Regions from separate parts of the Mus musculus genome. Here region 2 is linked to region 1. Evidence: chromatin contacts called from public Micro-C data. All regions are on one chromosome and are shown on one strand. The core of a region is the stretch at or near the end of the contact, and the rest is flanking DNA. Distances in the headings are between cores, read along the strand shown.

Region 1 (4,231 bases), core at 1,116-3,615:
TCCAACTCAGGAACCCCGCATTTTAAGAACAGACCTTACGCTGTATAACAGACAATTAGGATTTCTGTGTCTTTCACCAACTAGACTCACTCCTCAAACCCGGATGCATCGTTGTAAAATGTATCTCTTCCAATGTGCATAAACCTAATGTCCTCCTCAGATCCAAATTGTACTTTCTACCCCAACTGTACCTACCTCCTGTTTCTTCCCATCTTGTTTCTACATTTTTAAACTCAACCTCAACTTCTTCCACCTTTTCGAACAGAAAGGACTCAAGAAAGTCCCTGAACGGGTAGCCACCATCAAGAGTTTTAGATTTGTTTCTAGCTGGAACAACTGGAACCTCCGTGGATGCCCCACGCGTGCCACCTCTCCGGGATTCGAGATTGTCAAGCGCTGGGCCAAGCCAGACTCAGCTTCCCGGTTTATTCCTTTTTTTTTTTTTTTTAAATCTGTATGTTCAGATCCTTCACTCTGTGCCACACTTTCAAGACTAAAAACCAGATCTGCCTGCCTCCAGGAACCTGAGGCCCAGACCCCACTGAGGCTGGATTTGTGCCTCTCTTCCCCCAACTTTGGAATCTCAGGCCCAGCCTGGGTGGGAGGTAGAGTGTCCTACATTAATTTCCATACCTGTGTGTGTCCTTTTGTGGATCTTGAGGTTCTCTGAACGCGCGAAAACCTTGCCGCAGCCAGGAAACGGGCAGGGAAAAGGCTTTTCGCCTGTGTGCACTCGGATGTGGTTGACCAGTTTGTATTTGGCTTTGAAGGGCTTGCCCTCGCGTGGACACTCCTCCCAGAAGCAGATGTGGTTGCTCTGCTCTGGGCCGCCGACGTGCTCCACCGTGACGTGCGTGACCAGCTCGTGCATGGTGCTGAAAGTTTTGTTGCACGACTTTTTGGGGTTGGCCAGCTGCTCCGGCTCGATCCATTTACAGATAAGCTCTTGCTTGATGGGTTGGCGCATATAGCGGAAGAAGGCTCCAGCCCCGTGATGTGCAGCCATGTTCACGTTCATGGGCCCATAGCCGTGAAGCTGCGGGGCAGCATAGTGCTCGGATCGCGGGCTGGTCACCTGGCCGTACTGTTCCGGCCGTGGGTACATGTCCCCGGAGAAACCTAGCCGCATCTGCCCGTTAACCACGTTGGGCGAAGCGTGGCCAGCCGCCTGCTCGTGAAGCCCAGAAAAAAGGAGGTGGCCCGCGGCGTCCGTATGGCCGTGTGGGCCCCCAAAGCCGCCGGCCGAAGCAGCGAAGAGACTGTGCTGGGCGCTAGCTGCCGCCGCCGCGTCGCCGAAGCCCCGGTTGCGGAACAGAAAGTCCCGGGTAGAATTGAAAGCAGCGCTGGAGTAGGAGCCGACGTGGCCGGGGTGGTGATGGTGGCCCAGGGCCGCAGCAGCGGCGTAGCCCGGAGCCTGCGACGTGAAGGCTGTCTGGCCAGCCGAGGCCAGTTCGTGCGAACTGGGGTTGAGCTTGAAGGCGCCCATGCCGTCGGCGAACGGGTTGATACCCAGGCCCACGTCTCTCTCGGCCACGTCGCCCGCCGAGTGGTGCCGGGATGCACCAAAGGTGGTCACACCAATCGCGGGATACTGGGGTCCGGCGTCCAGGAGCATCGTGGCTGCACGGGGCAAGCCCCGGCCTCCCCCGCCCCCCCCCACCCTCGCCCGCCAAGGAGGGAAGATCAGGAGGAGGAGGAACGGGAGGCGGAGGAAGAGGAGGAAGAAGAGGAGGAGGGAGGGGGAGTCGACCCACCTAACGAAGTCTCAGCCAGCAGGCAACGGCCAGGCGCTAGCCGGCACCCGCCCGGCCAAAGGCAGGCAAGAGAGATGACTGCCGGCCGGTAGAAGGCGGGCTCCAGCGCCAGCCGCTCGAACCGCGCGGGCCGGGCTCTCACTTTCTCGCCGCTCAGTCTCTGCCGAGAGGGCCTCGAATCAAGGCTGCCCGGGGAAAGGCATAGAACATCTCAGCCCCCCAATAAAACTTCTTCCCGGATTTGTGGCATAGAGGAATGTGAACGCCAGAGCCGCCACTGCTCGCCCTGTCTCCTCGCGCAGCGCGCCCCTCCTCACTTCTCCACTAGTCTCAGTCTCTCTCTCTCTCACTCTCTCTCTCTCTCTCTCTCTCTCTCTCTCTCTCTCTCTTCTCTCTCTCTCTCTCTCTCTCTCTCTCTCTCTCTCAGGCTCTCCTCCTCGATCCTTCAACTCTCCCTTTTTCCCCCTCTCTGCTTTTTGAAAAAAAAAAAAAAAGGAGGGGGAGAAAAAAGAAAAGAAAAGGCGCAAATCATGCACAATATTGTCTTTTGCGGTTTATCTTCCTGGGGAGAAACTTTCACCTCCTCAGCCGGGCGGTGAGCGCGAGACTGATAGCAGCAATCATTCCTGCAGATAAATGAATTGAAAGGACGACACCGTCGTCGTCCCCCCCCCCCCCTGATGAATGGGAGCAGGGGGAGGGGTCACGTGCGACCGACGCGGGCGAGGATTGGTGAGGCGGCAATCCCCCCACACACCCCGCCCGGGGCCGCCGCGCCAACGAAGGGCGCGCGGTGGCGCCGCGCGCTGCTCATTGGCCCGCCCGCCTCATCAATCCCAGGTATTGTAAAGCGCTTGACATCCCCTTTTGACTAACAGGGCTGCCAGGAGTAGCAACTTTTTTTTCCCCCCTAGCAAATTTTTTCCCCCTCTTCTCACGGAAGGAAAAAAATGCCACGATTTCTTTTCCCTCTCATCTTCTCTTCTCTTCTCTTCTCTTCTCTTCTCCTCTCCTCTCTCTCTCTCTCTCTCTCTCTCTCTCTCTCTCTCTCTCTCTCTCTCTCTCTCTCTCTCTCTCTCCCTCCTCTCCCTGTCTCTCCCCCTCTCCTTACCTTCCTCCCTCCCTCCCTCATTCCCTCCCTCCCCTTCCTCGCTGCCTCCTACCCCTCCTTCTCTAGGTTTTGCTTCTTGTTCTATGTTCTCCCCCCTCCCCGCCACACACTTTCCTCTCCCTCCTTCTAATGTCCCCCTTTCTCCCCTCCCTCTGTTTCTTTCCCTCCCCACTCCCCTCCCCCCTTGCCTCCCCATCCCTGAGCCACTCTCCTTCAAACCTCTGCAGAGCGTTTAAAGACTGGAGACCCCCGGCGTCTCCGAGAGCAGCAGTTGGGGGGGGACCAGCCGAGAAACACCCCAAAGGCACTTCCAGAATGTCCGGACTCAGCAACTTTCTTTTCTCCCTCCCTCCCCTTCTCCACCCTCCCCCCCCCCCCCCCCCCCCCGGGCAGCAAAGGAAGCTTTTGTTATTTGCTTCTTTTGAAGTTTGCTTCCTTTTTGACGGGCCTCTCTCCTGTTTATAATTTAAGATTCGGGAGCGCGAGGGCAAGCTCTTTCCTAGAAACGTGATTTCTTGGTGTCTTTCACAGCCTCAGTTTTGCAGACTTCCTTCCTGCATGCCCACTCACCCCCAAACACAGGTGGATGGATCTCTTAAACTTTTCCTGGTTCCTGAGGTTTGTCGGATTGGGTTTTGTTTTCTGTTTTTAATGGCAGTTTGGAAACCTTGTTGCCGATCTCCCTCTCCCCTCATTTTTTTTTCCTTTTTTTTCCCCTCCGGTCTGGTCCGTTGTGTGGCTTGCTCCCACCCCCAACTCGCTCACTCTGCCCTCCCATTCCCATCCCAGTCCCTTTCATTCAGGTAAAACTGTAAATTTCCCAACGCGCCATTGTTCCTCTGGATCTCCCAAAGCTCCCTAGAGATCCCGGAATACTTTTTTGGTATTTAAATCCCCGGTAGATAGGACCAATGTAAATTTTGTGACATTCAAACCTTTTCCAGTTCACAAATCAGTCACCCTTGTCACAGTTATTGAAATTCCGCAACTTGCCACAACAAGACGGTGGAAAAAGCGGGCGCGGTCTTTGTTGCCAACCAGGCTTTTGATCGCCAGAGAAAATTTACTTACCTTCAGATGAGTGAGCAGAAAAAGAAATAACACTCCCTTTGATTTAGTTAGGAAAATGCAGACATTTGGATTCCGTGCAAACATACAACACTCGCTTGTTTTCGCGATGCGGCCCTCGATTAACCTGTCTTTGCCCAGCGCAAAGTCTATTCAACAACTGCGCGTAGTTGCTTTTTGTCCCATCCACAAAGAACCATTGACTATATATTAAAATGATTGTTGAAAGGTAGAGGGGTATGGCACGTAAAAGCAGGGGGAAAATCCCTGTAACTCAATCAATTAAACCGGGCGACAT
Region 2 (4,231 bases), core at 1,170-3,669, 4.0 Mb after region 1:
TGGCGGCCTGAGTGGCATTGCGAGCTGACACCACGAAAGGCTTGGAGGAGGAGCCCGAACCACTGGTCATGTTCAGGGCAAACTGCTCCATTTCGGGACTCACCAGCAGCCCCACAAAGTCATATACCCTCCGTAGGGTCTTAACGGGGTCTCCCACCAGATCCTCGTACCTCACCACCAAGTAGTGTCCCTGCAGCCAGTCAGGAGGCTGCAGGGCTGTTTGCAGCGTCTTGGCCATACTGTTGCAGATGACCTCCATTGCACCCAGAGCGTGGTAGTCTGCTGGGCCACCCATACCCTCCTTCTTGGCACCAAGCTTGTGGCCAGCAGCCTCCAGGAAGGGCATGCGGTGGGCTCTTGGATCCCGGCTTCGCACCACCTGTAGGCTTTCCCGGATGAGGCCGTGACGCGAGCGGATGCGGGAGCTGGCAACAGCACGAGGATCACGTACTAGGTGGATGACCTTGAGGTCCAAGGCTGGATCTTTAAGCAGCGGCGCCAACACAGCCACATCGAAGACCCGCACGCCCTTGATAACCAGCGTGCGGTACTTGCGACACTCCTCCTCGAAGCGTGCCAGGCGTTGAGGTGGGCACTTTTTGCACACGCGGTCGTCCACCAGTCCGACGACCTCCTTGCGGTAGGCAGGACAGAGTGGCGAGGAGCATACCACCTTGTTAGTGGCTGCCCCAAAGATGCCCAGAGTGGTGAGGTTGCGCCCCCCACTGCCTGCGGGGCTATACAGCTGGAAAACCGAAAGATCGCAGCGGTAGAGAGCGCTCAGCATGTCCCGCGCTGCCCCCTGCAGGGAAACGGCGTCCCCGGGGTACAGTTTTTGCCACACGTGCCACACAGGCTCATAGAGGAAGAACACCTCAGGGTTCTGGTTGAAGAGCTCACCGAAGAAGGACGAGCCCGAGCGCCACGTGGTGAACACATACACCAACTGCCGCTTGTCCCCTCCACCCCTGGTGCCTCGAGTAGCATTGCCCAGAGAGGCCGCAGCTCCTGCACTCCCAGCCGCGGCTGCGGGAACTGCCCCCACGCCCGCGGCAGGAGGGCGGTACGGGGTGCGGGGGTCCATGCGAGAGTGAGCGCGGGGTGGCGCTGCAGGAGGCGACCCCGGCCGTCCCCAGCCGGCCCCGGCCGCCCCTACCGCGGCACCCAGAGGCCCGTCGGGGTTGCACTGCTGCAGCGGCTCTTTATGCCACTTGTAGTCCAAGAGGTTGAGCATCGTGAGCACCAGTAGCAGTGCATAGCCCGCGCACAGCACCAGCGCCTTCCTGCGAAATACCTTCATCCCGAGCGGGGACGCAGGCCAGCGGCGTCCTGCGCGCCGGGGCCACGGCGGGAGCAGGGCCCGCTGCACGGCGGCAGGCGCGGCCGGCAGCGGCCGGGGAAGCGCACCGGGGGGCAGAGCTCGCGGCGAGCTGCGGCTCATCACAGGCACAGCCGGGGCCGGCGGCGCGGCGGAGGCGGCCCTGCAGCCCAGGAGGGGGACGCTGCAGGCCGGCTGCGGGCGCCGGGACTGGGGCCGCCGATCCGAGGCGGGCGCGGCGGCAGAGGCTGCTGGTCCCCGGCGCCCAGGGCTGGCTCTCCCATGGCAGCGGCTCCGAGAAGGACCTGCGAGGGGAAGCGGAGTGAATGGGTGAGCCCAGTCTCCGGTCCAGATGCCTCCTCCGCCTGAGTAACGCCCACCCTCTAGTCTGCGGGCTCCTCCACTCACCTGGAGCGGAGGGTGCGCCTCGGAGCGTCCCCAGATCCCCGACCGGCGGACTGTCCGGCTAGCACTCTCCTCGGTTTCTCTCCGGTTCTCTTCTGCTAGGGGTCCCCAAGCCTTCGAGGGAGCCGCGAGACTCCGCTGCCCTAGCCCTAGGCAGAGTTTTCCAGCAGCGGGCGCCCTGCACCCCGGGAGGGGAAACTTTCACCGGGCCCGGAGCCCAGCTCTGCGCTCCACCGAGCGCGGCGCGTCCCGGCTCCAGCGACGTCTCCTTAGGTCTCTCGGGACCGCTGCTTCCCTCCAGGCTCTGGGGCACGAAGCAGGCAGGAGGCGACAGTGGGGGGTGGCTTACATACGCCCCAGCTCCAGGCTGTTCTGCTCTCCATCGCTCTCTCTTGGCCTCCACGTAGCGAACCTTCCCATCCCTCCGGCGGCCGCGGATAGGGTGCAGCGCGGCCCCGCAGCGGCGGCTGCTTCTTCCATCACCCGGAGGATGTCCTGGCGGGCGGCTCAGGCGAGCCCCGGCGCTCCGTGGCCGCGGACTGGCCCAGGACTCTGTACACCTAGCTGAAGGCAAAAGAGCGGGACCCCCCACCCCCGCGTCACCAGCGGCTTCTGCCCTACGAGGTCCCGAGGCAGAGGAAGCCCCCGCCGCGGCCGCACTAAAGCGGCGCCCGGGAGGATGCTGCTACCCGACTCCCCCTACGCCGGGCGCCTGCAACGCGCTCGGGCCGGCCTCTGCGCGGCTCCTGCCAGCCCGCTCGGGGTTGGTGCGCGCCGCCGTCTGTCGCCCCGGCTCCTCCCCTTCGCCGTGCTCCCCTCCTCCTCTGCCTGTCCCACACCCGCCCTCCTCGCAGCTCCAGACTCCCGCCGCCACCTCCTTAGGGGCTGGAGATGCGACCCGGTTCAAGGAGGCGCTGCTAGGGCCTCCAGCCGTTAGTAGCAGAACAGAGCTCTAGGTGCGCCCGGGGCGCGGCGCCGGCGCCTGATTCCCAGCTCGCCCGCACAGCCGGAGACTTGGGTTCTCTGTAGCTGCACGACTCGGCTCCCAGGATTCGCTCTGGAGAAGAGTTGGTGATAAAAGTTTGAGCAGAAATACCCCGGACGTACGCTCCTTTCATCCCCAGCGGTCAGCACTGGTGTCCCCTCCTAGGACGCGAGCAGCACCGCCCAACAGCGCTGTGTGCAGCGGGAACCCAGTTCTGAAGCCTTGGCCCTGGTGCTAGCCCATTCCAGCGGGTTTGTGGTTTCTCCCTCAAGGAGGAAGTAATAAATCTTTCTGGGCCCGGGGTCACTGAAGAGGCTTCAGAGTATGCCTCTCCGCAACCTTTCCGAGTGTCCTGGATTTGGACAAGGCCACAAGGTTTCGATGATCCCACCCCCACCTCCTGCCCGGCAGATGTTCTAGGCTTGTGGAGTTTCCACCTCTGCTGACACCCTCTGAGACAGGGCTGCTGGGGGGAGGGGAGGGCGCTTTGTTTAAATTTGTGGTGTGATAGTGAGTCCATTGACTTTAAAGAGGAAGAGATGAGATCAAAGAACTTGATCGCAAAGGAAAACGTTTTTGGACGTTGAAAGTTACTTTTTAGTTTGGTCTGCGTTGGTTTGTATACTTTTCTTTCGCTGATGAGGGAATAAACTTCCATTGTAAAATGGGACAGCTACAGGATGGGTGGAGGTTAGAGGGCACATAGGAAAGATTGTACTCCAGTTTCCACCTAGAAGGGCAGAAAGATGAGTCATTGCGGTCCGGAGGTGAACTACTGATCACTGGGAGACTGATTGCCCCCCGTCTCTCAGAAGCTTTTACAAGTAAAACATAATTACTGCAAAATTATCATAGTCTACCTGGAGCAGCCCACCTCGGCTGATGACCCTCCTAAATTTAAAGCGTTGCCATTGACGACTTTTTTTTTTTTCAGGGTATTGTACAGAATCTTCTGGGTACAGGGATTGTTGAAAAAAAAATGACTTAATTCAATTGTTTTATGGCTTTAACTGGTTTGGTTTTGTTTCAGTTTGGTTTGGGATTTTTGTTTTGTTTTGTTTCAGTTTTTGTTGTTGTTGTTGTTGTTGTGTGGGTTTCATTTCAGGTTTTAAAACTTAAAAAATAGTATGATGTAGGACCAGGGAAATGGCTCCATGGGTAAAGGCACTTGCACCCAAGCCTGAGATCTGAATTTTGAACCCAGGAATCCACATGCTGGAAGGAGAGAAATGATCCTTATGAGTTGTTCTTTGAAATCCATATGTGCTCCCTGACACATAATCCTCCCATCCACATACACACAGGAGGCAAAACCAAGAATGTTAATGGTTTGACTTGGTCCCACTTTCCAGAAAAATCCATGTTATGAGTAAGGTTCAGCTGAAGTATTCCCTTAGAGTTCTAATAAAGTATATGAATAAGACATTTCTAGAGCATATCTTACACAAATTGGGATGGAAGAATGGAGCTCAGGTTTATTTATTTATTTATTTATTTATTCACTGATCGCAGCCACACACCCC

The links. Hi-C and Micro-C count contacts between places; a contact is called where the count stands out from the background.
Region 2: a Micro-C map of embryonic stem cells shows a contact between it and region 1, with 12 times the contacts expected there. The contact joins the promoter of Chst2 here to the promoter of Zic1 in region 1. A contact is called at or near these places in 1 of 39 promoter capture datasets (embryonic stem cells) and 4 of 484 Hi-C or Micro-C datasets (all in embryonic stem cells).

The regions. Positions count from the first base shown.
Region 1 is chr9:91,363,403-91,367,633 of GRCm38.p6, forward strand. It overlaps Zic1 (zinc finger protein of the cerebellum 1), which reads right to left and starts at 2,366. Exons shown (of 3, transcript NM_009573.4): 1 at 634-2,366. The coding sequence starts at 1,615. It also overlaps a transcript of Zic4 not described here.
Region 2 is chr9:95,404,851-95,409,081 of GRCm38.p6, forward strand. Chst2 (carbohydrate sulfotransferase 2) reads right to left here and starts at 2,420. Exons shown (of 2, transcript NM_018763.2): 1 at 1,727-2,420; 2 at 1-1,623. The coding sequence starts at 1,441.